Regions from separate parts of the Sus scrofa genome. Here region 2 is linked to region 1. A link is a contact called in public Hi-C data. All regions are on one chromosome and are shown on one strand. The core of a region is the stretch at or near the end of the contact, and the rest is flanking DNA. Distances in the headings are between cores, read along the strand shown.

Region 1 (3,085 bases), core at 364-2,863:
CTTTCAGGAGAGTGGGAAAAGCTGTTCTTCAAGAGCCCCTGAAGAACCTTTCAGAAGACTAATTTGTGCCAGGGTTGACATTTTCTCCACCAGGACCCAGAAGTCCAGGCATAAGGGCAGAGCGGGCGCTTGTAGGACTGACTTGGGGTCAGGGCTCTCCAGGGCTTGGGAGTAGAAGAAGGGAGCAGGGCGTTGATGAGGCTGATGAGAAATCAGTCAGTTTGTTGACCAGAGGTCTAGCTTGGGTTTCCAAGGGCTGGGCCCTGGGGTTGAGGGAGGAGGGTATATAAACCCTGAGGCAATGAAGGGGTTAAATTTCTGGAACTCAGTGAGGCCAGGGAGTGGTGAAGGGGGAGGAATAAAATAGAGTTGGAGGGATTGTGGTCCTCGTGGGATGTTCAAGTTTAAGTTTTGAGAGGTGGAGACCTGCTAGTATTGGTCCAACTGTAGCCTTGAAAAGCATGGCCGAAAGCAGCCTAGAAGGTTCTTTGACGTGATCAGGACAAAGTTTGGAGGAGGTTAGGTTGTTGGATGGGCTGGCCTCAGTGATGTGTCTCAGGACCCCTGTGGGAGTAAATGTGTAGGGATAAGCGGAGAGTCCTCAGCTGGTGTGGGCTGGGCTGGTCACAGCAGAAGAGGTAGAAGGCAACAAGCCATCCAGTCTGGGGAGGGCTTTAAATGAGGGTAGAAAAATCATAGTGTGAAACTCGCAGGGGAAGCTGGGAGACTGCTGACCCCAAGTGCACTCTTCTTGGCTGGAAGATGGAACTCATGTAGGAGGGCGTGTGCCTCTGTGCAAGAGGACTGCAAGGGAACCAGTGTCCTCGGAGTAAGGCCAGGTTTTCGTTACAGGGAGGGGGAGGACATAGTGAAAGGTTTTGGAGGGTGTTGTGGATGTAGAATTTGTTTTTAGTGGAATGAGGGTTACCAAGAACACAGGGAAAAATATTCAGAAGGAAAACAGTGACAGGGAGGTAAAGAGGAGAAAAGTGATGAGTGGTCCAGCAAAGAGACTTAGAGTACAGCCATTGAGTCTTCATCCATATCACAGTACCAGGCACATTGTAGGGGCACAATTTATACATCGGAGTGAGTCTTTGAATAAATGAATGAATAAAGAAAGTCTATTCCCTGCAGCTGCTTACTTTGATTCTCTGGGACTTAGTTTCTTCATTTGTTTACTGGGAATGCTGCTGCTTTTATCCTCCTAGTTCTGAAAATTATAGCAGTTTCCTCTCCAGAGGCCCAATTCTTACCATCTGGCAGAGTGCGTGTCTTATTCTATTCCATTTCACTCTGGGAGGGCCGGGAAAGTCAGGGCCCAATCCTCCTTTAGTTACAACTTGGTAGAGACGAAAGTTGAGAGAGAGCAAAGAGTTACCCGATATCATAGATTAAGATTTACAATAAGACTGCGAAAGAAATAGGGATGCTCTCCCCGCCTCCCCACCCCCGGTTCCAGCCTGTTCTGTGGCCTCCAAAGCACCCCTGAGGCAGGGGAGCCATGGCTTAGGGGACTCTGGGAGAACTGTAGGGCAGTGTGGACGGTGGATGGCCAGGATCTGCGCAAGGCGGCGTCCAGCAGGTGGCGGTGTGGAGTTGCAGAAGGCGGGCTGCTTTGAACCGGAGAACTGAGATGCTGCATGGCAGCCAACCTCTGATTTGGATGGGACAGGCTTTTCAAGACCGTCCTTGCAGTCAGTGCAGCCAAGCTTGGGAGATCTTGGCTGCCCTCTCATTCTCCAACCAATACTCCAGAGGGGAGGGGCAGGAAGCGGCAGGAGATAGATAACCCTGCCTCTTTTTCCTCAAAGGCAAAAGGTCTTGACGATGGCAAATGTAGCCTAATGGAGAGTGCAGTGTTTGTAAGTTCTAAATCTCAGTGCACCCACATTCTAGCTTTGCACACAGGCCACTTCCCAGACATCTGTGAGTGATCATGGTGTCTGTTCCATCTCCTCCTCAAGGTTTAGTCCTGAGATATATGTGAAATCCTTGGTAAAGATTAAAAATACAGGGTTTATTATTAATGATTAATGGGTAGTTAAGAGCAAAAATATGCTCCTTGATATATTCTGGAGGAAGGAAGAGGAATTCTAGGAAAGGTATGTGCTGAAGATTTTACTATATGCTGAACCGGCCCTTTCGACTATAAATTTTCACCTCTGTGAAGTCACAGAGCAGAGGGGCAAGAATGTCAGTTTGCCATACAACACAGTAGGGAGGTTGTAAACACAGAAAACAGGCCATAAAAAGAATAGTAATAAACTACCATCTATTAAATATCTACAGTGTGCCAGGTACATCATATGCATTGTAATTTAATCATCACAACAGCCCAATAGGATAGATGTAATTATTGACTCTAACTAGAAATAGAACCTCCGAGTTAATCTGAGAGGTCAAATAATAGCAGTGTTACACAGATGATAAGTAGTGATGGCAGGATTTGTACCCAGGTCTGTGTGGCTGTGATAGCCTGTACCTTTCCCACTATAATGTGTTGCCTTTTATTTTAATCTTCAAAAGTCTTTCTAAAGACCTGTCTTAAGCTGGTTACTTACGAATCACTCAGGAAACTTGTTAAAATGCATATTGTTAAGTCCTACCTCGGGGAAAACATCACCAATGATTCAGGTCTTCGCTTTTTATCTTTCAGTCTCTGTCCCCCTCCATTACTTTAGTTATTTAATGGGTCACAGTGATTAGTACTCCTCTCTCTTTAACATCTTATACTTTATAGCTTTTCTTGAAAACACCAGCAAATTCATCTTGTCAAACCAGGGTCCCCCGAGTGTCCCCAACAACCAGCAGCCTCTTCTTCTCCCAGTAATATACTTTAATCCGTCCACCTTATTCTGCTGGGAATACAGGAACCATCTTTGGACGCAGACAGCCCACTGCTGGGGAGAGGCTTTCACATGGGGAGGACCAGTCCCTGGGAGGGAGACAGAAGCAGAAAGTGGGTGGATTCCTGGGGGCTGGTTCACCTATTGGTCTGTTAGTGTTTACCAAGTACTGTGTGCTAGGCACTGGACAGTGCGTTGGGGATGGAGCCATGCATCAATCAGATGAAGTCCTTGCT
Region 2 (3,085 bases), core at 255-2,754, 64 kb after region 1:
TCAGGGAAGACTGGACAGAGCTCCTCGATCCTCCCCCCATCCCCATCCCTTCAGGCCCCTCCGAGGACCACCTAGGCCCAGGAGTTGTAGGGCCTGAGGTTGGGGCCAGCCTAGAATCACAGGGTTGGGGAGACCTTAGGAGTCACCAGCACCTTCGTGTTGAGGATGAGGAAACTGAAGGGCAGGAAGATGAAGTTACCCCAAGTCCCACAGTTTGTTGGTGACATAGCCAGAGCACAGTGACACCTGTGCTTTCTGAGATGTAAGGGACCATCACCAACACTACCTCCGTGAGCTTCCCAACAGCGGAAGAGGGGGATCACCCTGTCCTCTCACAGGAGGGAAGAGTTCTGTCCGGTGCTCTGAGACCAGACTTCTTGGTCCTGCCTGGGTTGCAGTATTGCTTGGAGAGGTGCTGATGGGCCAGAAGGATATGGGCCCAGGTTCCAGACCAGCACTGCCAAGATCTTTTTTGGGGATATCTCTGTCCCTTTCTGTACCTCAGGGTCTTGTTCACCTCAAGGACATGCATACAAAGTGGGCAGTTAAGCCCGTAGAGGCTGAAAATTATAAAGTCTTTTAAGTCTTGAAAAGGACCAAGAGCTGCCTTGTACTTTGCAGCCTATAATGGGGTTTGGGGATGAAGAATGGAAGGGGATGTTTTGGGCAGAGAAGGACCTGCCCCCAGATGCTCATGATTCTCAGGCTCATTCTGTTTTTCTCCTGTTCCTTCCAGCCTTGTAATCTATGTTTCTAAGACGAAACATTCTGTTTTCTGAATTATAACCTTTCTAATGAAGGGGTTGAGCTAGTGGCTCCAAGAAAAAAAATAAATCACAGGAGTTATTTGATTCTGCATCTGCACATTCCCCAACTGATGTTGAGATCTGAAAAAAAGTGGCTGGAATCCACAGTCCACTTGGGTTGTTCACTTGACACAGCCCACCTGCCAGCAGGCTTCCCCCAAGAACTAGTCAGCCGGCCCCTGCAGAGTCACACGTGTCTTTAAAAACATCCCAACGAAAACCAAGCTAAAGCTAAGTAAGCCATAGCGTCCAGGACAGAGCTTCTCTCTTATCACAGAGAAGTAATTGTCTGCTTGCCTTTGTCCTAATACAGCGAGCAGCCTCCCCTCACAACACCCCTCATCTCTGGAATGTCCTTTAAAGGCAAAGGGAGCAATTTATGTGGCCCTGCTAACTAGGGCTTATGGATTGTTGGGGTGAAGGCAGAACTGGACCTTCCACAACAAACATTTTCATTCTGGAAGCAGCCCTTGTCCTAACACGGCTCTGGCTTCCTGTGACGCCCGTTCATAAATGATTCAGGCCCTACTTTTTGCAGAGCATTAAAGCTCTCTCCTTCCTTCACTCAGGAGCACAAACAGCAGCCTGATGCTGGAATTTAATACCTGGTAAAGCTTCCAGGCTCAAGAATAATAAGTCAACACTGTAAACAGCACACAGAACCCACGTCCAACCAGCAAGAGTTGCCAGCTTGGCTGAAGCTTGGGGGTGCAGTGGGGGAGGGGGAGAAGGTGCTCCTGCGGGTCTACTGGGGGCTCCTTGGGAAAGGTATCTTCACCCTTGCAGGGGTGCAGCAGGGGTGGGCCTGCTAGACTCTGAGAAACAGCTTTCTAGTTCTCTGTGACCTGAGGACCAGCTGATTTGATCACTTCTCAGGGAAGATTAGCTGCCTCCCAGGGCTGGTGGTCCCAAGGCCAGGCCACCAAGAAGGACTTTTGCCATTATCCTACCACCCACAGCTGAGGGGGAGGCAGTGTATGCTCTTCAAGTCCTGGCCGTATGCTCCCGCTGACGCTAGAAGGCTAGCATCCTGTTTTCTGCCTCTTGTGAGTCAGAAGAGCTTTCTCAGTGGCTTTATAAATCCCAGGCTTCGTTCACGGCCCAGCTTGGACCCCTTCATAAAGCTTTCTTCGACATCCAGCCGTTTTCTGAAGTCCAGTGGTAATAGATTTCTATAGCCTGTAATAATAATGGAGAGGATATAGTGGCAATAGTCGTGATAATGCCAGCATTTATTAAGTGCAGGCTTTGTGCCAAGTTCTCTGCTAAGTCCTCTTTTGTTCTTTCTTTTTTTTGCTTTTTAGGTCAGCACCCGTGGCATATGGAAGTTTCCTGGGCTAGGGGGTCGAGTGGGAACTGCAGCGGCTGACCACAGCCACAGCCACAGCAACTCTGGATCCAACCTGAGCCTGTGACCTACACCACAGCTCACAGCAGTGCCGGATCCTTAACCCACTGAGGCCAGGGATTGAACCCGCATCCTTATGGATCCTAGTCAGGTTCATTAACCGCTGAGCCAAAACAATCTTTTTGTTTGTTTGTTTGACTTTTTAGGGCTGTACCTGAGGCATATGGGATTGAATTGGAGCTGTAGCCGCTGGTCTACACCACAGCCACAGCAACACAAGATCCGACCTGCATCTGCGACCTACACCATAGCTCAAGGCAACGCAGCTCATGGCAATGCCGGATCATTAACCCACTGAGCGAGGCCAGGGATTGAACCCATGTCCTCATGGATATTAGTCGGGTTCATTAACTACCCAGCCACGTGCTAAGTCCTCTTTGGTATTAACGGGGTCTGTCCTCACAGTAATCTTATGAAGGAGGTCATGGCAGTGAGCAAGTGGAGGCACCCTTTGTTTTTGGTTTCATGTGTGTTAGTTTTTCTTCCCTCTACTGAGCTCTCTGAGGGGAGGGGTGTTCCACAGTGAGGAGGGGAAGTGTTTGGGGCTCTTCTGGATAAGAGTTGATGTATCCTCACAGCAGTGACGTGAAGGGGTCAGTGTTCTAGCCATTTTCCCAATGAGGTTCAGAGAGGCGAAGCATCTTGCTGACTGATCTCCAGTCACACAGCTTACAAGTGCCACAGTTGGACATGGACTAAAGAGTCTCATGTCTTCTATAATCTGGTGGTTGAATGCACAATCCTCTTGCCACTTGCCAGGTGTAGAACCTTGGGCTTACCCTGTCTGTGTTTTAGCTTAATTATCTGAAAACTGGTAGAGAAAAGTACCTACTCTAAAGTTGTGGTGAGGAACTAATGAGGCAAATGCATG

What was found. Hi-C and Micro-C count contacts between places; a contact is called where the count stands out from the background.
Region 2: a Hi-C map of omental adipose tissue shows a contact between it and region 1, with 2.1 times the contacts expected there. A contact is called at or near these places in 1 of 5 promoter capture datasets (liver), 23 of 47 Hi-C or Micro-C datasets (adipocytes, adipose tissue, alveolar macrophages and 17 more) and 2 of 2 datasets of targeted methods (alveolar macrophages and skeletal muscle).

The regions. Positions count from the first base shown.
Region 1 is chr4:108,034,203-108,037,287 of Sscrofa11.1, forward strand. No RefSeq gene overlaps it. Among named protein-coding and RNA genes, the nearest start is that of CTTNBP2NL, 23 kb to the left of the region's middle.
Region 2 is chr4:108,098,632-108,101,716 of Sscrofa11.1, forward strand. No RefSeq gene overlaps it. Among named protein-coding and RNA genes, the nearest start is that of CTTNBP2NL, 87 kb to the left of the region's middle.